7 separate regions of the Mus musculus genome follow, and all the other regions are linked to region 4. Evidence: chromatin contacts called from public Hi-C, HiChIP or PLAC-seq and promoter capture Hi-C data. All regions are on one chromosome and are shown on one strand. Each heading gives the region's core, a stretch centred on a gene start, on an enhancer-like site or on the middle of the called end of the contact. The rest is flanking DNA. Distances are from core to core; before and after follow the strand shown.

What was found. Promoter capture Hi-C pulls out the DNA fragments that hold promoters and counts their contacts. A called contact is a pair of places that touch in the nucleus more often than the background predicts. HiChIP or PLAC-seq counts read pairs in DNA pulled down with a chosen protein or histone mark.
Region 1: a Hi-C map of the N1E-115 cell line shows a contact between it and region 4, with 2.8 times the contacts expected there. The contact joins the enhancer-like site here to the promoter of Tex264 in region 4. A contact is called at or near these places in 15 of 39 promoter capture datasets (the 3T3-L1 cell line, the HPC-7 cell line, HPC-7-derived erythroid cells and 9 more), 41 of 484 Hi-C or Micro-C datasets (B cells, the Ba/F3 cell line, CD4 T cells and 26 more), 22 of 115 datasets of contacts at active chromatin or transcription factors (the 230-238 cell line, the NIH/3T3 cell line, acute myeloid leukemia and 15 more) and 3 of 9 other capture datasets (adipose tissue, embryonic stem cells and pancreatic islet).
Region 2: an H3K27ac HiChIP or PLAC-seq map of embryonic stem cells shows a contact between it and region 4, with 2.9 times the contacts expected there. The contact joins the promoter of Gnat1 here to the promoter of Tex264 in region 4. A contact is called at or near these places in 1 of 39 promoter capture datasets (pre-B cells) and 3 of 115 datasets of contacts at active chromatin or transcription factors (bone marrow-derived macrophages, embryonic stem cells and pancreatic cancer cells).
Region 3: an H3K4me3 HiChIP or PLAC-seq map of bone marrow-derived macrophages shows a contact between it and region 4, with 4 times the contacts expected there. The contact joins the promoter of Hyal2 here to the promoter of Tex264 in region 4. A contact is called at or near these places in 9 of 39 promoter capture datasets (the 3T3-L1 cell line, the C10 cell line, the HPC-7 cell line and 6 more), 1 of 484 Hi-C or Micro-C datasets (B cells) and 9 of 115 datasets of contacts at active chromatin or transcription factors (bone marrow-derived macrophages, embryonic hindbrain, embryonic stem cells and 6 more).
Region 5: an H3K4me3 HiChIP or PLAC-seq map of bone marrow-derived macrophages shows a contact between it and region 4, with 5 times the contacts expected there. The contact joins the enhancer-like site here to the promoter of Tex264 in region 4. A contact is called at or near these places in 11 of 39 promoter capture datasets (3T3-L1-derived adipocytes, the C10 cell line, the HPC-7 cell line and 8 more), 1 of 15 datasets of contacts at CTCF or cohesin (large pre-B cells), 1 of 484 Hi-C or Micro-C datasets (B cells), 4 of 115 datasets of contacts at active chromatin or transcription factors (astrocytes, bone marrow-derived macrophages, fetal liver and 1 more) and 2 of 9 other capture datasets (adipose tissue and embryonic stem cells).
Region 6: an HNF4G HiChIP or PLAC-seq map of pancreatic cancer cells shows a contact between it and region 4. The contact joins the promoter of Ifrd2 here to the promoter of Tex264 in region 4. A contact is called at or near these places in 3 of 115 datasets of contacts at active chromatin or transcription factors (bone marrow-derived macrophages, large pre-B cells and pancreatic cancer cells).
Region 7: a promoter capture Hi-C map of second pharyngeal arch cranial neural crest shows a contact between it and region 4. The contact joins the promoter of Cacna2d2 here to the promoter of Tex264 in region 4. A contact is called at or near these places in 8 of 39 promoter capture datasets (HPC-7-derived erythroid cells, cranial neural crest, frontonasal cranial neural crest and 5 more), 1 of 484 Hi-C or Micro-C datasets (embryonic stem cells) and 1 of 115 datasets of contacts at active chromatin or transcription factors (embryonic stem cells).

The regions. Positions count from the first base shown.
Region 1 is chr9:107,274,467-107,277,166 of GRCm38.p6, forward strand. All of the region lies in intron 2 of Mapkapk3 (mitogen-activated protein kinase-activated protein kinase 3), which reads right to left. Among named protein-coding and RNA genes, the nearest start is that of Mapkapk3, 14 kb to the right of the region's middle. Within about 2 kb of position 1,420, at least 4 of the 459 cell types and tissues checked have an H3K27ac peak or open chromatin away from gene starts, as enhancers often do. A contact at or near this core is called in the N1E-115 cell line, where this site is marked.
Region 2 is chr9:107,678,328-107,681,027 of GRCm38.p6, forward strand. It overlaps Gnat1 (guanine nucleotide binding protein, alpha transducing 1), which reads right to left and starts at 1,307. Exons shown (of 9, transcript NM_008140.3): 1 at 1,116-1,307. The coding sequence starts at 1,221.
Region 3 is chr9:107,567,860-107,570,559 of GRCm38.p6, forward strand. It overlaps Hyal2 (hyaluronoglucosaminidase 2), which reads left to right and starts at 1,304. Exons shown (of 4, transcript NM_010489.2): 1 at 1,304-1,374; 2 at 2,245-2,700. The coding sequence starts at 2,291.
Region 4 is chr9:106,684,629-106,687,328 of GRCm38.p6, forward strand. It overlaps Tex264 (testis expressed gene 264), which reads right to left and starts at 1,324. Exons shown (of 6, transcript NM_001081654.2): 1 at 1,207-1,324; 2 at 301-367.
Region 5 is chr9:107,257,289-107,259,988 of GRCm38.p6, forward strand. It overlaps Mapkapk3 (mitogen-activated protein kinase-activated protein kinase 3), which reads right to left. Exons shown (of 11, transcript NM_178907.3): 7 at 1,526-1,601; 8 at 1,042-1,166; 9 at 127-212. Among named protein-coding and RNA genes, the nearest start is that of Dock3, 27 kb to the left of the region's middle. Within about 2 kb of position 1,368, at least 38 of the 459 cell types and tissues checked have an H3K27ac peak or open chromatin away from gene starts, as enhancers often do. A contact at or near this core is called in bone marrow-derived macrophages and trophoblast stem cells, where this site is marked.
Region 6 is chr9:107,586,289-107,588,988 of GRCm38.p6, forward strand. It overlaps Ifrd2 (interferon-related developmental regulator 2), which reads left to right and starts at 1,430. Exons shown (of 12, transcript NM_025903.2): 1 at 1,430-1,658. The coding sequence starts at 1,601. Hyal3 (hyaluronoglucosaminidase 3) reads left to right here. Exons shown (of 4, transcript NM_178020.3): 3 at 94-183; 4 at 287-1,071. The coding sequence ends at 538.
Region 7 is chr9:107,398,444-107,401,143 of GRCm38.p6, forward strand. Cacna2d2 (calcium channel, voltage-dependent, alpha 2/delta subunit 2) reads left to right here and starts at 1,437. Exons shown (of 38, transcript NM_001174049.1): 1 at 1,437-1,840. The coding sequence starts at 1,626.

The DNA.
Region 1 (2,700 bases), core at 170-2,669, 590 kb after region 4:
ACAGTTGTTTAGTTTTATCTTCTGTGCACGTGTATGCTGGTGGGATCGTGTGTGCCGTAGTAGGGATGTGGGAGAGGTCAGGGGACACCTTGCTGAAGTCGAGTCTCTCCTTCTATCAAGTGGGTACTGGGGATCAAATGAAGACCAGCAGGCTTGGTGGCAAGCATTTTGTCTGCTGAGCCATCTCACTGGCTTGACAAGAGTTTCTTTAAGCATGGACCTAATGAAACCAAAGTCGTCACACCTCTCCTGTTCCCCCACACACACAGGCACTCCCTGAGGAGGCCGTATCCTCAAGAGTACCCATGCTATTTAAAGAGCTGGTAATGATGTCAAATCTAACTTCTTAGCCACAGTTTCAAATTAGAGCCTCGGACATGTGCCATTACTCTCTCGCACTCATTTTCCCAGCTTTTGTAGCTCATTAAGAGAGCTAATGGAACCAATTTTGCAGCTATGGATTAGTTGGCCTCGCTCCAGATCAGGCCGTGCTTCATTAAGTTCTGACCACATCTTGTCCTCTGTCACACCCTGGTCATTTACCTTCCCCTCCTCAGATGCAAAGTTCCAGGGAGGTCAGCTCAGATGATACCAGTGACCTCCAAATGTCCAGGCCCAAGATGGATGTCTAGCGAAGGACAGTTTGGGGTCAGTGTGAGCACCCCCCTTTCAAAGTAACTGTTCTTTCCTGGTGCACAGCCCATACTTGTGCTGATACATCTCGCACTTTGTGCACCGTATCTGGAGAAGATGTCTCTCTGTGAGGTTAAGTGACTTTCCCAAAGTCACACAGCCAGATGATGAATCAACCCTTGAACCCAGAGCTGTTGGATTCTAAGTACATACACGCATACATACAAACATACATACATACATACATACATACATACATACATACATACATAGAAAGAGAGAGAGAGGGAGAACCCAGAGCTGTTGGATTCTAAGTACATACATACATACATACATACATACATAGAGAGAGAGAGAGAGACCTTCTTCCTATAGCTGTGAAGGTGAGTGGGTAATCTTCCTACAACATCAATGAGGGAAAGATAAACTGGGGGAGGAGGCCTAGCCAGCCCTTCCTAGACCTAGGCTCCATACTTCTGAGTCCAGACCAGGCTAAGTAGATGTGTCAACTGTGGCAGGTGTTTGCAGATCCCATGCCCTGTCCTAGGTACGTTATACCCTTTAGCTCTTGCCCTTTGACAGCTGTACCGTTACCCATAATGCTCAGCTGAGGAGACTGTGGCTCAGCAGTTTTGTAGCTTCCCGAGGTCATGTGATTTGTAAAAGTCCATCTCCAAGTCTGAGAAGTCCCTGGGATCCAGATTCGGCTCTTTTCCTACCAAGGCCTGTCCATTCCCAGATGCCACAAACATTCCCTGGCCCTACCTTGGTATCAGTCCAAAACCTTGGCAGGGAATGCTGTCACAGACACTCTGTCCTCAAGGGTTGGGGGGGGAGTGAGTCTATTCATGAGTCACCGCAGCATTTGATGAGGGGATTCGCTCAGTTCCGTCTCTTCTACCTTCTTTCAGGAGCCAGAGCAGGCAAGGTGGGGAAGACTCCCCACTGCAAGGGAGCCCAGGAGCACAGAGGGCTCCCTGTGACAGCTCCCCTTCTAGATCAAGGCCAGGATTCCTGGCAGGTTGGGATCTCTCTGACCACGACTCATCAGAGTTCTGGGAAGAAAGGAGCAGCTACAGCGCCAAACCCCAACCTCCCCAAGATGCGAAGCTGATGGCAGAGCCAAGGCGCTTTTGGATGTCAGCAAGTCTCAGAACAGATTCCTCCAATGTATTACATTTTGATGGTCTCAGTTTGTCTCCTTTTTTGCCAGCTCCAGACAATCGAGAAATAAAGACAAAAGGGCCAAATCTGGTGGGCCTGGGGAAAGGGAAGAAACGTTGCCAGGAAAAGAGAACAGAACTGGTCTCGTAGGCAAGAGAGGGCACATGAGTGCTAGTTGGGGTGAACCGGGGTTCCAGTGCCTCAGGTCATGCGGGGGAAGAGCAGCTGTGGCTACAGAGGTTCAGGAGGGACCTACCTGAACACTGAAGGCTAGTTCATCTCCCTACACACCACTGGCAGGCCATCCTATAGCTCTGAAAAGTGCAGACAACAACAGTACTCTTTCTCCAGGAGGTCTCAAGGAAGGACTGAGAGCACACAGAGTTCACGTGAGCACACACTGAATGCACTGGGGGCCTACTGTTCCAGGGGTGGAAATGGCTTTCCAAGTTTGCTTGACAGGTCCTGGCTTCCTCTAGGCCTTGCCCTGAGATAAACTCACACCCTCCTCCCTGTTTCCCGGAACTTAAAAAAAGCTAGGTGCACCCCGGGAGCAATCCAACAGGTCAGAAAATGGTCTCAGATCCTCATAGGGACAAGGGAGACTGGGAGTCCTACAAGCGCACACACAGAGGGCTGCCTAATGTCTACCTCTATGTTCACAGAGGAAAATCTCTCTCTCTCTCCTCTCTCTCTCTCTCTCTCTGCTCTTCCAGAGGCAGGGGGTCTGATTCCCAGTAAGATAATGCTCTCTTCTGGGCTTAGTGGCCACCAGGCACTCAAGTCATGCATAGACATACATGCAGATAAATACACATATACATAACACTAATACACATAAAACTACACTAGAAATAAAAATAAGGGCTGGAGAGATGGTTCAGCAGTTAAGAGCACCAACTG
Region 2 (2,700 bases), core at 57-2,556, 990 kb after region 4:
TCAGTACCACATGCATAGGACTATCCGAATGGACCAGCCTCTGCTTTTCACCTGAAACTAGGGAGATGTCTCTGAGAGACTCAGAGGGAATTAGCATCCTTAGATGGGGGAGAGGACAGAGCCGATATCCTTTCTGAGCCTGCACTCCTTAAGGGTGTTGGATACAATTAATGGGATTTCCGGCTTAGCTTTGGCCTTTCTCTTGGGGCTCTGGCTTAGTACCTCTGGCTGCCCTTCTAAAGCAGCAACTTTCCCTTTGGGGTTAAGCAATGGTACCCGCATGTCCCCTCAATACCCACGGGATCATGAGGTTGGCTTTATTTATCCCATGTAGGCCTCAATATCTTTCCACTTCCTTTTTTCCTTTTGTGTAAGCCTGGCTATTCTGGAACTCACTCTGTAGACCAGGCTAGCCTCAGACTCAGAGAGTCACTTGTTCTTGCCTCCCAGTGCTGGGATTGAAGGCCTGCGCCACCACTGCCTGGCATCTTTCCACTTTTAAAAGCTGTCTCACAGGTCTACTGATGACCAAGTTCTGGCACCCAGTGCCTTTGTGGACCTGGGTGATCCTAGAGTTATTCTCAGACCTTATTCTCAAGAGAGAAAGAAAAGCCAAGAATACCTTGCTGAGCAGGCCTGGAAAACCCACAGCTATAGTCTGAGGGCAAAATGTGCCTGAACACACACATTCATACAATGGTGTTTGGTATACCCTTCTGCAGAGAAGAGTGTCCCCAGGGGCTGGAGAGATGGCTCAGTGGTTAAGAGCACTGACTGCTTTACCAGAGGTCCTGAGTTCAATTCCCAGCAACCACATGATGGCTCACAACCATCTTTAATGGGATCCGATGCCCTCTTATGGTGTGTCTAAGAGAGCGACAGTGTACTCACCTACATAAAATAAATCTTTTTTTTAAAAAAAAGGGTCCCAAGAAATTATCTTGGGATCCTTGCCTTGGGGACTATGACATCATCACCTGGCCTTGCCTGGGAATGGCTCCCACCACACTGTCATTCTTCCTCCGTCTAAGGAATCCCTGCTTCAAGGAGAGGCTGTTTGCCTAGCCTGACTGCCCGGCAGCTGTCCCCTCCCCATCGCTGGCCCACACCCCTACCCAGAAGCAGCAGTTTCACAGTGCGGGCATCCTTCTCAGCATCCTCTTTCAGCTTCTTCTCCAGCTCTCTGGAGTGCTTCTCCTCAGCGCTGGCCCCAGCCCCCATGGTCCCAGCAGCAGGCAAAGGGACAGGGTAGGCAGCCTCCCCGGCCTCCTCAGACGACCTTCTGGCCCCAAAGCCAACAATCAACTGGCTCTCCACAGACCTGCACAGGTCCTGGTGGGGTAGCTCGGTGGGATTTGGGAGCTAGGGATGCCCGAGGGCCAATCAGAGACAAGGACAGGTGAAGCTCAGTCTCCTAGCATTTTAATCTGGCTGGCAAGGCCCCAATCCTTCAACTGCTGACTTGGCACCCCTCTGCCCCCCTCCAGGTCTCCAGATGAGATCCTAGAGAGTCCTCTTCCACTCCTGTCCTATATACATTTATTTGGCAGAATTGAGGGAACAGACCCTTTAGTCCCGGGAGTGGGGGGACTGGGAGCTGGCAGGAGAGTGCTGAAGGAGGTGTAGGCACAGAGGGCCTAATGTTTTCCCAGCTGTGGTCACCTCTCCTTATCTTGTAAGCTTACATGAACTTGGAGGAAGGTGGTGCCCGAATCTCAGCCCCATTTTACCGATTAGAAGAGGCTCACATAATTAGCAGTGGCTTAGAAGAGTGGGGTGTCTCTGGACCAGAGGGTACTGTGCCTCCTGGGAGCCCTGAGGGAATAGGTGACTATTTGCCTACCACTCAGGGTTAAATGTGACCCTGTACATGGTGTCTACATGTCCTCTGCTGGTAGATGGGTGAGTCTGCTATACACAGCCCATGTGTGTCTTTCTGTTCCTTACTAGAATCGAGCGAAGTTAAGTGCACACACCCAGTCCTGTATACCTGCATGTATGTGTACCTGCTAGTAGTTAAGTACATGTGCTCTTACATACCTGTTTAAATGATGATGAGTGCAGCCTGTGGATGTGCAGTGGTGCTCTGTGTGTGTATACTGGGGATCAAGTCTAGGATGCCCGCATGCTGGGCATGTACTTCAGTCCAGCATGCTCTACCTGTTCTCCGTCTAGGCACGGGTGTGTGTGTGTGCTCATTTTGCAGGGCTTTGTGTGAATTCACAGTGCCCTTGCCTAAGCATTTAGATGCACACCTGTGTGCCTGTGTGTGCATACATGCTTGCCTGTGCCAGCCCATGCACACTGTCTAAGCGTACATGTGCATTTAGATGCAACAAAGATCACCATAGAGGTGGCTACATTCAGTGTATCTTTGGCAAGCCTATTGTCAGATGTGAAGATCTTGGCGCTCCCCAGAGTACAGAAGAGTGAGTGGGGTCTCACTTGCTCTGCTTTTGCTTGGTCTACTCATAATGTGGGACCTGCATAGGGTACCACTCTAACCTGACAGCCTCTATTCCAGGGTTTGGAGACCTGCTCAGGTGTAGCAGTTGGTGACATATGGAGCCTGCTGTGCGGAGCATCTAGGTGCTAGAGATGGCTTCTGCCCATATAACCGGAAACCCCATCTTGGGCTCTCTATGGGTCTAGAGCCTCTTTTCCTAAACCAGACTCAACTCTGTGACAGACTACAAGGGG
Region 3 (2,700 bases), core at 54-2,553, 880 kb after region 4:
CAGGGATGGGAGGCGGGAGGGAGTGGGTGGGAAGGAATGGGGTTTATCAAATCCCCAGCAGACTGCCCAGAGGGCAGCAGCTGGCGCAAGGAACCTGGCTGGAGAGACTCTACTCAGGTGAGCGCAGAGTAGTACATAAAGCTAGTCCGCACTGCCATAAATGCGTGTACTCCTGCGGCGCTCCCTAGCTTCCAAGCTTGCGGTAGGGAAAGGGGCTGGCGGCCAGAAGCGGACTTTCGGAGATTTGAGTCGTGCATTGGAGAGCAGATCTAAGAGGCGAGGGTACAGGTCTAAACCTAGTCCTCACTGGAAGGGGATTGCAAGGCAGAAAGGTTCAGAATATGGAGTCGGGGTACTAGGGAGACACTGAAGCCTCCTTTCTACGAAGTCAGGCCCGAAACTTTGGCAAATTGCTCTTTATTTGGAGTTGAGTGGGTACCCCTATGGACAACCATCCCACCTTCACCTCGTCGCAGAGACTGGTCCGGGGAGAATCCAGTAAATTGGCAAGCCCTGGCGTGGATCCGGTGAAAGTGGCTAGATCACTTTCCCCTTTGGCCCGACTGAACTTCAATCCCTTTGGCAAGGCAGCGACCCACCCCCCTGGTTACCAGGACAACCACTATGTCTGCTTTGCCAAAGGAGGGCTCAGAAGCTGTACTAGGCCCCCTCCTCTAGACGGGCAAAACAAAAGGCGGGGCTTCCTTCTGACCGCAGACAGACTAGTGGAGGGAACCTGGGCTCAGCGAAGGCGGGTCATTAATGTTCCAAGAGGTTCTGGATCCACTCGTGTCAAAATCTCTTACACTAGACAAAGGGCCCACTTTGCTAGAGTCCATATTCAGACAGGTGGGATTGAATCCGCAGCTACCCCCAGTCAAGGCTTCAGCTATAAGCTTTTATTTCAAATGCCATTACCACCACTACCCCCTCATTCCGCTCGCGCCCGCCCCATCCAATGTTCTATCCCTTTAAGAGGCCAGCTGCAAAGAGTGGATTGTTCCACTGACGACAGATTGTGGGGGTAATATCTCAGGCTGGTTAGCTCTGGTGGCTAAAACCAGCGGGAATCCCCATTCCAGGAGGTATTCAATCTCAGATACATAACTATGTTCCTCTACAGAAGATCTAAGGGTCCTCGAACTCGAAACGCAGCACTGGCAAAAAGGAAGAGAAACACACCCTCCCTACGAGGCCGTAAATTCTGCCATCCACCCACCTCCGAGGCAGGATTCTTAAAGGGCCCGCGGGCCTCGGGGCGGAGCCAACAGAGGCTCGAGCTGGGGCAGTGCTTGGGCGAAGGGCCGGATCGGGCTTGGTTGGTACCAGGATGGCGGCGGCCCTGGCGTGGGTCCTGGTGGCGCCTGGTTCGAGGTGAGGGCGGGCGTCGCAAGCCTGGTGACTCTCTTCCTGTGAGATGGGCTCTGAATCTCTAGGGGCGCCCTCATAAGTGACCCAGGAACCCCACCCCCACCCGGCTGAACTCTGGCCCCACGTGCGGGGCGGGGGCGGGGTCCCGCACAAAGACCGGAGTGGAATACTCTTTACCCGGGACCCCTTGTGCTGGGAGGTGAGGGTGTGGGCCGGTCGCGAAGTGCTCACACAGATTCTTGGTGGCTGTGGTGGGAAGGGCAGGTCGGCGAGCACCGCGGTGGGAAGTCCGCTGCCCCTTTGTCCCCGGGGCGCCTCCTCCTATCCTAAGAGTGTCGGTGCCCGAGACTAAGTCCTGACGTTCTTGCTCTTCTGCTTGGCGCACATTGCACAGATACCAGTTCCTCTGCAGTGTACCTAACAGCTTCCCAGCTTCTGTATGCGTTGTGCCCCAAATGCTGTCTCTTCTCAGAATCAATTCTGAGTTCGTAATGAGGGTGGGGGACATGGGGTGTTCAGAGTGTTTTAAAACTATTTACTGTATGGTATACAGGCATGTAAGTGACTCTAGCAGTGAGTCGGTAGCCTAATCAGTCCCTTTTTCAGAAAGGACATGGACCTAAAGGAGATTCTTGCCCAACCACGGGCAGCTCCCTGCTCTAGAAAGAGCTCTGTGGTTTCGGTAAATTCCCTAAGGTCTTTTGCCTACCCATCAGCATCCTGCTATCTCCCAAACCTGTTACAGCCTCGGCCATCTGAGCAGGAGCATGGTGTGCCGCACAGTATGGGTTTGGGGAGTTTATGTGGGATGAAGGTGCGTACACATCTCTGGAATTTGCTAGACTGACTTGTTCTCTCTCACACTTTCTTCAGTTCCTGAGCTGCTACCAGGCAGGTAACACTTCCTGTAGCCCCCAGCATGCGGGCAGGACTAGGTCCCATCATCACACTGGCCCTAGTGCTGGAGGTAGCATGGGCCGGGGAGCTTAAGCCCACAGCGCCGCCCATCTTCACTGGCCGACCCTTTGTGGTAGCATGGAACGTGCCCACACAAGAATGTGCCCCACGCCACAAAGTGCCACTGGACCTTAGGGCCTTCGATGTGAAGGCTACACCGAATGAGGGTTTTTTCAACCAGAATATCACCACCTTCTACTACGACCGTCTAGGCCTGTATCCACGTTTTGATGCAGCCGGGACATCTGTGCATGGCGGTGTGCCTCAGAACGGCAGCCTCTGTGCACACCTGCCCATGCTGAAGGAATCTGTGGAACGCTACATCCAGACCCAGGAGCCTGGGGGGCTGGCAGTCATTGACTGGGAGGAATG
Region 4 (2,700 bases), core at 74-2,573:
GTTTTTCCCTCCTCTGGTTTCCAAAAAGGCACTTCATCTTTTGGCCCTCGCTTATCTCAAGGCTAGAAGCTCTCAATATCTAGGCCATAGCCTGTCTTGGGAGTGACAAGCACTGCCACACACTTCTGTTTAAGGGAACTTAGCTCCCAACCTGTCTCTTCCTTCCACTTCGCAAACTGTTCAGAAAAAGGGGGCTATGTTTCTGCCCATCCCCAGAGCTTTGGTCAGCCAAGGAAGAAGTAAGGCAAATTTCCCCACACCCAATAGAGAAAGGCGAGGACAGGGGATGGGAAGGCTCACCGAAAAAGTCAGGCTCACTTTTAGCAACTCATAGCATCCAGTCCAGCAGGGCTCCAGTACTCCGGCGCTAGGGGGGCAGAAAGGAACAGTCATCCCAGCCCTAGACACAGGCAGTGAGCAAAGCAGGCCCTGAGTAACCCTGTTCCAGGGAAAGCCCACAGAACGGGGACCCGTCTACAAACGCGCCAACCCCACCCTCAGATCGCGCGGGGGGGGGGGGGGAGTCAGGCCAAGTCCAGCTTCACAACGTCATGCCTATGATCTTCACTGGGCCCGACTACCACACTTGGCGCCAACGCAACCCCTGCTGCTGACCTTGGGCAGCGTGTGCCCTCTCTTGGGCCTCAGTTTCCACTAATGTCAGAGGTGCAGGGTAGAGATGACTTCCTTGGCCCGCAAGCGTCGGAGTAGGGACTAGGCGCAGGCTTCCGGAGGCCGCTCACGTGCGCTCTGCGGAGGGCCGGGCCCTTAAAGGGACCTGCGCCGGCGAACTTGGGTGCTAGCAGCCGGGGGGCCTTGGGGTCGCCGCTTCGTGCTGTCGGCTTCCTGCCGCCCCGGCTCGCTTCACGGCCTCCTGCACCTCTGCAACTTCAGACACGCTAAAGTTTGGAGCGGCGACGCGACGCGCGGCCACAGGCAGCGCTGCTGAAAGGTGAGGGCCCCGCCCGTTCCCCTCTAGTCCCACGGACCCCGGACGTTCCCGCACCCAGCACCGAGGCAGGATCCGCGCCGAGAGGTCAGGACCGCCTCCCCGTCGCTTTCAGGCCCGGGAAGCAGGCTGGGCCAGCAGTGAGTCAGACGCGGGGCAGAGGGCGGCTCAGGCCGCGGGGAGCAGGCGGGAGGGGATGAGGGGGAGCCCCGGCAGACACCCCGTCGGGAACGCCTCGCCTCTGGCCCCGCCCTCACCTCAGCGGCGGCCCCACGGACGCGGACGGGCGCCGGAGGAAGATAGGGGCTCAGTCGTGGAGCCTGTGTGCGCTTGCCCCTCGCGCTCGCTCCGCCCCTTTCGCGGCGGGACGTGACCGTGGCTGTGGGCGCGTGCGCTCCAGATTTGGAGGGCGGAGGCCTGCCCCGCCCCGTCTCCTTGGTAACATGCACGCCTCCCCCGCCGCCTCCCCCCCCCCCAGCTGGGTTGGGCCCACAACACACATTCCTGCTTCCAATGAAGGGGAACTCCTGAAGGTGATCAAGCAACAACCAACCAATACCCCAAGGTATCCTGGCCGACAGGGAGGGAAGGGAAGGCGCAGGGGTGAAGGCGGGCTCCAAGCACCGGGAAAGTCAGCCTGTTTGCCTGCTCCAGAAGCCCAGGAAGCCAAAGCGGGACTGAATAGTGTTTGTGCATTTTAGAGAGGATCCGCACAGCAATGTCGGCCTCTTACTAACTGAACCAGTCTTACTCTCGCCACCTTCCCTCAGAACCTTCTCAAGTCTGGCCGCTTGCTCAGGTCTTAACAGCTGAGGAAGCTATGGATAAACAAAAGATGCTCTGAACAATCTCTGGAGAATGCAAATTTAAGTGTCTTCACTCAGCCACCCATCAGGGATTCTCTGAGCATAGGGACGACCATCCCTCCATCCAACCTTTATTATGGAAACACTGAGTGAACCAAATGAAAGCCTTGGCCTCCGGAAGTTCACTCCAGGGAACACCTCTTTTCAAAGCTTCTACTTCACAGCCCTGGCTGTGGTTGCTGGGAGTTTCTACTAAGTTAATATAACTTAGGTAACTCCCAAGTCAAGGGTAAGCTCCTTCAATACAGGTTCAATCTTGAGCTAGGATCTGATGACCTATGAATCTCAAAGCACTGTACTGAGGGCACCTCCTGAGACGCCCAGATCTATGCTGGAAGTGAGGAAGGCCACTATGCTTGTAAACTTGGCTGTTTATAAATCTTGATGCCAGACAGGCTGGGCCAAGGACTATATTAGTACTTCTGACAAGATTGCTTTATGGAAAGTTGATCACCCAAAGAGCATATAAGATGACTTTGGAAAAAGCCAGCAGCCATGGGGTAACATGTGATCTTGAATGTCATCCACAAGACAAATGTCCCAATGCTGTAGACAGGCTGGTAAGAAAAAGCAGCTAGCTACTCAAAAGTCTTCAAAGTAGAGAGGGCAGGAAAGTCATTATAGCTATTTTACCGTGAACATCAAACATGGTAATGATTGGCTGCTTCGGGCAGGTGGGCTGTACACTAGATAGGGTTCTTGAGACACGAAGGGCACATGGCCCAGGTTCAGAGCACATGTTAATTCTGTCTCTCTGAAACTCATTAGCCTGTGTCAGGAAATGACTGTCAGGAGACACTCTTTCTTCATCCTGCTGTCTTGGCTCACTTCCCTTAGCCTGGGTGGGAACTCTAGAACTCAGTATCAGAGTTGCAGGTATGCCTG
Region 5 (2,700 bases), core at 118-2,617, 570 kb after region 4:
CCAGGACACAGGTCGGGGTGTTACCATACATCACTGTACAAGGTCCCAGCCCAGCCCTGCACCCAGGCCTCCAGGACTATCCCCTTCCATCCTGCCAGCCCTACTCCAGGCCAAGACCACGCTCACATTGATCCAAGGATGGTTCATAAACTGCATGATCGTTAGCCTCTCTGTGGGATCTGTCTTCAGGAGCAGGCGGATTAGCTGCTTGGCTTGGGGACCCAGAAAAGAGGAATCAGTGAGTTACAGTCCCTCAACTCCCCCACATGAGTCACAAGCTCTGTCAGACAGGACTATACGTGCACCTACATTCTTCATGATTAGAAATGGTGAGTTAACAAGTGTTTCTCGTTGAAGGTCACTAAGTACTCAGGATAATTCATTAAGCAACAATAGATAATACAAGGCCGAATTGTTTGAGCTACCTGGGAGGGAAAATATGAACAAAACAAGGAAGGGGTCCTGGGAAGGTGATATTTATGGGGTTTTATGTTTTTGTTTGTTTGTTTTTCAAGACGGGGTTTCTTTGTGTATCCTTGGCTGTCCTAGAACTAGCTCTGTGGAGCAGGAAGGCCTTGAACTCACAGAGATCCTCCAGCCTCTTTGCCTCCTGGCTGGGGAGACAAATGTTGAACCCACTTGACAAATATAAAAACTGAGACTTTGAAAAGTTCAGATGACTTGTCTAGGTTTGAATAGTGAGGATTTGAACACAAGTCAGTTTGACTGCCAAAGGTGTTAGCATTTCCTCTAGGCTCCACCCAACATTTACCCAGCAATAGCTACCTGCCAGGTATGAACCTTGCTCTGTTTGGCTTCTTTCTCTCCATCCTCTCTCTCTCTCTCTCTCTCTCTCTCTCTCTCTCTCTCTCTCTCTCTCCCCCTCCACCCCTGCCCCTTCCCCACATAGTTTGATTGTTCAGGGAGACACCTTGGCAGGGTCCACCACCCACTTCCACCGCCATTTTATAAAACAACAAAAAATTATATCTCCCAGAATGAAGGTTGAAGGGGCCAGGTTGAGTAGAGAAGCTTACTAACCATCCTCAGAGACATCTAACCATTCAGGGTTAGGGAAGCTATACTGGCCCAAGCGAATCCTTCTTTTCATTCCTGGAGAGATGGCCTGGCCGGTGTTGGAGTAGAAGGGTGGGAATCCACACAAACTGGCAAAGAGAAGAGGTCGTTTGGCACAAGGGTTGGGCACACAAGGGTCAAACAGAGCCATTCTCTCCTTTTCACTAGGGAGACAGGCTTCCAGACACCACAGCAATAATACCAGCCCTGTGGACTCTTGAACACATCCCAGGAATGCCATCAGCCTTGACATGAGGAAGCCCGCAGGCAGTTTCAAGGCCTGTATCTAACAACACAGGAAACAAAAGACAACCTGGCCAAGGGATGACTCGTAAAAAAGTCCCTCCCTAGGGACACAGGGAGTGAGAAGCTGAAATAGCTCATGGAAAGGTAGAAGCAGAAGGTTGAGGCAGGGTTGCGGGGGTGGGGGGTGGGGAGTGGTACTCACAGGATGTACATGATGACGCCCAGGGACCACATATCACAGGACTTGTCATACTTCTCTGGACCCAGGACCTCAGGAGCTACCAAAGCCGAGGGCATAGGAAATCTCTTAGCCCCAAGGGTCTTGGGGACTAGGAAGAAATCTTAAGCCTGGGTAAGGTGAGGAACAGGTACCCAGGCTGGGAGATAGGGCAGAGCAGACTAGTGTCTGGCACCTTCTGGGAAGGCAGCATGTGTGTGAAGTTGGGGGAGGAGAGACAGCTACCAGAAAAAAAAAAAAAAGAAAGAAAGAAAGAAAAAAAAAAGCTGCTTTCAGACAAACCCCTAGCTACTTCCAGCCCCTCTGCCAGTCTCAACTTGGTAAGAGAGAGGAAGGGAGAAGGCCAGCCCCAAGTTTGGAGAGGCCTCGCCATTGAAGAGGATCCCAGTCTGCCAGCCGTGTTCTGTGTTGTGTCTCTCAGCATTGTGTCTCCCTGAACGCACAGCCTGGATCACAGGGTTCTGTGTTCCAGTCAGCTTGGATACCCATCCATTGGCCTTAGTCTTCCAGTCAGTGCATTGAGCTCAGCGGGCTGGACTTATCATGAAAGTATTGCAGAATACTCTAGATAAACAGGGGCCTTTCTGAAGCTTTGTACCCTTAATTGCTCTCCCAAAGGGACAAACGTCAGTCATTGCCCAACTCTCAAGGCAGGGGCACTTGTTACAGGGGCCTTAGGATGTACTGGAGCCTGCCAGGAGCTTTCCCAGGAATCATTAAGTATGTGGATGCCCCCTAGCCCCATCTAATTCCTGGCTCAAGGGACCCTTTCCCACAAGGCAGTTACTAGTACCCTGCATCCCTCTAATGTAGGAGAAAAGGCCTGCCCACTTTCTGAATATGAAGATGAAAACCGGAGAAAAACAACTGCGGCTGGGCTCCGTCCCGAGCTGATGGCAGCCTTTTATCACATATATATTTAGAGCTGCTGTGACGTCATTCAGCTCACAGGCCACAGCCAGAATTTTCCTGGATCTATTTTCAAAAGCAGAAGCTGAAGTTTGGAAGAATATTTTTGCAGCCTCCAGCCCCCCCCCCATCACCCGCCTCCATGCAGACAAGAGTGCTCCCTCCTCCCTCTGCTCCCTCCTCCCTCTTCACCAGGCTTTAACTCTTTGGTTTCCACAACCCTCTGGCTA
Region 6 (2,700 bases), core at 180-2,679, 900 kb after region 4:
AATCATAGCAGTAAACCAAATGGTGTCGTGGTAAAGTTGGGCCCTGATGGATCTGGCCAGTCAAGCTTGGGCTTAACAGTTCTCTGCCTGCAGGACGACCTGATGCAGACTATTGGAGTGAGTGCCGCACTGGGAACAGCTGGAGTGGTACTCTGGGGGGACCTGAGCTTCTCTAGCTCTGAGGTGAGCGTTGCCCCTCATCGTGCACATGCTGGAGCCCCAAGATAGGGGAGAAGCCATGCCAAGTCATAGAAAAGGAGCTTTGACCTATCTTTTCTCTGTGTAGGAAAAGTGCTGGCGTCTCCATGACTACTTAGTGGGCACTTTAGGCCCCTATGTGATCAATGTGACCAAGGCTGCCATGGCTTGCAGTCACCAGCGATGTCATGGCCATGGTCGATGTGCCCGGAAAGACCCAGGACAAATGGAAGCCTTTCTACATCTGCAGCCAGATGACAGTCTTGGAGCTTGGAATTCCTTCAGATGCCATTGTTATTCGGGTTGGGCTGGCCCTACCTGCCTGGAGCCTAAACCCTGAGCCCAACATAGAGTCAGGAGTCCCTGCCTTTGCTACTTGACCCTGCTGTCATTTTCCCAGTCCTAGAGGAATTCCCCTTTATGCTTTGTTTAGCTTATGGGACTTTCCCAAGTACATATCCCACTTCCACCAATACAACTTCCATAGAAATTCCTGAGGAGCCGGGCATGGTGGCGCACGCCTTTAATCCCAGCACTCGGGAGGCAGAGGCAGGCCGATTTCTGAGTTCGAGGCCAGCCTGATCTACAAAGTGAGTTCCAGGACAGCCAGGGCTATACAGAGAAACCCTGTCTCAGAAAAAAAAAAAAAAAAAAAAAAGAAGCTTCCGGGTCAGTTCCAGGCATTTAAGGTGACTAGCCTAGGACTTTGTTCCTATACCCCAGCGTATCTATAGAGAAGTAAAATCTAGGTTCAGACAACCCCTACATGCCTCCCAACACACATCCCCCCCAAAAAAAATTAAGCTAAGGTCTGTTAAACGCTAAGCTATTATCTGTATTTTTATCCATAAAGTCACTCTTTCATTACTTGAAGTTTGTCCTCACCATTCTATCTAGGGCCAAACCTGGCGCCTCCAAGCAGGTGCTTCGTTATCAGGCCCTGCAGACGCTTCTAGTGAGAAAGGAAACTACTGAGTTAACTATGAACCGCGCGGGCGGGGGTAGGGGAAGGAGGGGCGAAGTGGGTACGCAGGGCATTGTGGGTACATAGTTTAGCTAGAGCGGCGTCGGCTTATGTGTCTCCGGAATGGACTACTACTCCCGTCGTGCACTGCGCACAACTTGGGCGGTGCTAATCTGTGTACGCTGATGCCTGGGGATAGTAGTTTCGGCCGCGTGTATGTGGATCTGAACTTGGTGGCCGGGAACTCACCTTCCCAGCGACCCATTTGACAGGGCGGGGCGCCTCACGAAGATGGTGGCGCGCGCGGCGTGTGGCTCCTGTCGTCCTCGCCAGTCTCAGCTCAGCACACGGGCCAGCGTTTCGCTGGTTTGGAGTCCCCGCCCTCCGGGTCCCTGACCCCGCGCCCCATTCCCGTGTTCCCAATTCTCGGTTCCAGGAATGCCTCGTGCTCGGAAGGGCAATGCGCTCCGCAAGGGCGGTCAGCGCCGTGGAGGAGGTGAGTCCGGGGGCTCCAGTAGACTTGTTCAGTAGTGAGCGGGGGTGTTCCGTGATTCCCCTTCGATGTCATTGAGGGACCTGAGTTGATGAATCTTCCCAGATCAGCCCAGCGTGACCTCCCAGAACTCTGCTAAGGCTCGCACGTGCCCCAGCTGGCATTGGCCACGTGTGCGCCTCACTTGAGCACATTGCCAGCTGTTTTTCGAAATCCCGCGCCGCAACGATGACTTGACCAGCATTAAGGACCTAGGTTTTCCCATCGCTACTGGGGTAGAAAACCACACCAGAAAGAGCGTGAAGCCAACCCTTTTGCCAAATACTAGTAGTGCATTTGGTAGGCTGCACAAGGAAATTAGCAGAGAGACCTTGTCTGTTCTGTAAAACGGGGAAGTGTGATTGGAAAGGTAGAGAATTGGGGCCCTGTCAATTGGACTAGAGACCGGGAGGACATCCAGAGAGACCGAAGCAGCCTGGAGACTTCTTATCAGACTCAACCAGAAGCATGACCTGTTGCATTAAACAAACAACTGCTGAAAAAGAGTGCCTGCCCAGCATATTTTTGACCTGACAGCCACTTTAATGTGGCTTGGGTCTCGGGGCATTTAATAGGGTGGTGACAGTTCCACAAGAACTAGTACTGAAAGCATATACTTACCGAGAGTGGTCTTAGAATTATGGCAGGCCCTGTGAGGGGAGCTTCTGAGACGGTAAAGAATCTGGCGCAAGGGCCCAGCAGCCAAAGGGACCACAATACAGTGCGGCAGATGAGACCGTCCGGGCAGTTTTGACAAGTAGGATAGTAAGAGAAGAGGTGAACAGAAATCAACGTGTGGGCTGAACGTTTTTTTACAAGCAAGTAATGTTAGTGGTCCCTAAGGTGTAAGGACTCCTACTGGGTCAGAACCTGTCCAGGGTGCCTACCATAGTAGCTGCCCTATTTAAGGCCAGTCTTCAGCCCTGGAGAGAGCTCACAGGCCGTCTCTCTGTTCCTGCCCTACTGACACTTTGAGAGTCCCTATGTTTACTTTTTCAGACACCCG
Region 7 (2,700 bases), core at 187-2,686, 710 kb after region 4:
TGATAGACCCTTATAGTGTTCAGTATAATATACTGAATCTGGCCCGGGAAACTTCACTCAGATCTAGAGAAGAGGAAGATGTGCTCTTGTCAAGCCTTTATTTTTAGGAGTGGGGAAAGATGGGAAGCCCACAGCAGAGTTGAAAGTCAGGAAAGGTTGTCTGAGTCTATATCACTTCTGTACCCCTTGGCCCAGAGGCTACTGTTCTCTCCTCTCTCTGGAAAGTCGGTTGTGAGTAGATGTTGGGTGACCTACCCAGGCATGGGATGAGAGTCCTTGGACATCTCTGAACTGAGCCACCAACCAGTTAATAAGCCCTTAGTGTCTTGTTTGGCAGAGTCTGTGGGCAGCCAAAGGGGGTCCTGTGGCAGGGTGGCAGGGAGCATTCTCACCACTGTGGGTCAGCGTTGGGGGCTGGCAAAGTGGGGCTCAAGGGCCAACCTGAGCAGGTCCTTGGAATGCTCTTCGAAACTGTGAGTGCTTCTGCTACCAGACATTCAACCCCTTTCTCACTGCATCCTGGAAATGGCACTGCAGCCTTACAGGGGTATTCCTATGAAAAGGGAAGGCTCTGAGAAGGTGGCCCACACGCTGAATGTTACACACAGCTCATTGTTGTAACTACAGCAGGAAGATGCCAGGTCCCACCAGGACAAAAGTGAGTGGTTTATGCTAGACTGAGCTTCCTGCCTCTAGACGAGTCTGACCCGAAGCTGTGCAAGTCCAGGGAGCGGAGGCTTGGGCTCCGTGGCCCGTGTTGTCTGGACAGTAAAGTGGAGCAAAGCAAGAGCTGAGGTATCCCGCTTCCTTCAGTCCCCACATCTGTGCCGCTGGACTCTCTTCCAAGGAACTAGGAGAACCAAGATCCGTTTTTCTGCCAAGGGCTGCCCCCCCCACGCCCCCAACCCCCTCACCCCGATCCCCACAGAAAGAAATCTTGAGGTAGCTGGAGCTTCTTCTGTGGGTGTGACAGGACTGCCATTCTCCTCTGTAGTCTGCAGAAGCCTGCCATTCCACCATTTAAACCTGTGACTCCAGGCCTTAAGCCTGTTGAAGGTCGAGTCCCAGAAGGGTCATATGTGCAACTGCCTAGGGAGAGTTCCCACTCGCAGGGCCAAGAGGAGTCCCCCGGTCTGAGGTGTGGGGGCGGGGACGTGCACTGGGCGCTGGGACCACGGCTGGGGCTCAGGACTCGCGAGCTTGGATTCGGATCGGTTTGCGCGAGCCAGTAGGGCAGGCTCCGGGGTGAACGGGGACGAGGGGCGCGCGGGCACAGGCGGGCGCGTGACCGCGGCGGGGGCGCGCGGAGGCGGGCCGGCCAAGGAGAGGGAGGGAGGGAATGAGGGAGGGAGCGACAGGGGAGGGCGGCGCCGGCAGGTTGGCGGCGGCCGCTATTTGAGCGCAGGTCCCGGGCCAGGCGCTCAAAGCGCTTGGAGCCAGCGCGGCGGGGAGATCGCTGCGCGCAGCCCGCAGAGGCGCTGCGGCCAGTGCAGCCCCGGAGGCCCCGCGCGGAGAAGGAGGTGGAGAAGAGGCCGGCTTTCCGCCCGCCGCCCGCGCCCCCCCACCTCCATCCCGCCGCCGCCGTCCCCCCTCCCTCCCCGCGGCGCCGCATCTTGAATGGAAACATGGCGGTGCCGGCTCGGACCTGCGGCGCTTCTTGGCCCGGCCCGGTGCGGACCGCTCGCCCCTGGCCCGGTCGCGGCCCCCGGCCCTGCCCTGACCCCCGGGGCCCAGCGTCCGGGCCCGCACGCCCGCTCTTGCTCTTGCTGCCGCCTCTGTTGCTTTTACCGCTGCTCACCGCCCCCGGCGCCTCTGCCTACAGCTTCCCCCAGCAGCACACGTAAGTGGCCTCAGCCGGCCGCGGGACCCCGCAGAGCCCCGCGCTCCCTTGCGCCCCTCAGCCCGCGTCTGCCCCTCCACTCTCCACTCCGGGTGTCGGGGCGGGGGCTCTGGTTCCCATGGCATGCTGCAAGTGAGGGTGTCGGCTACAAACCCCCGTGGGCTGGCAGCCAGGGTCCCGGAGCTTCTGGCTGCGTCGCGAAACTTCCTTGCGGTGCCCTGCTTCCCATAGACCGCCCCCACCCCACCCCCTGCAACGGGACAGAGCAAAACATCTTCAAGCTTAGGGATGGGGTGGGGGTCGAGTCTGCCAGTTTATACTCCTGCCACTGTCCGGTGATAGAGGAGCCTGAGGTTGGTCGAGAGAATGGCCAACGACCCCTGCCCGGTAGACTTGGAGCCAGGCATCTGCCCAGTGTTTTATCCCTGGTGGGAACCTGGCGCTTTAGAGTCAGACGTGGGGTTACATCCACACCTGTCTTCTTGGGCCTTTTCCTTGGGGGGGGGGAGCGATACTGGATGCAGAGGGTGCCAGCGCCTTCTTGCTTCGGTCAATGTCACCTGTTCTTGATCGCCCACCTGAGGGGACGTCCCTGGATAGCTCAATAAGGAGGTAAAGGTGCTGGGGTTGGGTCAGAAGGTGAATGACAGGGAGGACCCCTGCCTGCTCCTGATGCTGACACTGTCGCTCCTGCTACCAACTGGGTAATAGCATTTCCAGGTTCTGCCAGCTCTTGCTAGTGGTTATTATGGTCAGTCTGAGCCTCTTCACCTTCCCCAAGATCTGGTAGAGTCGGGCAGATGTGTCTGGATAAGGAGTGGGTATTCTGCATGTGGCCTTTAGGACAACATCTGTTTCTT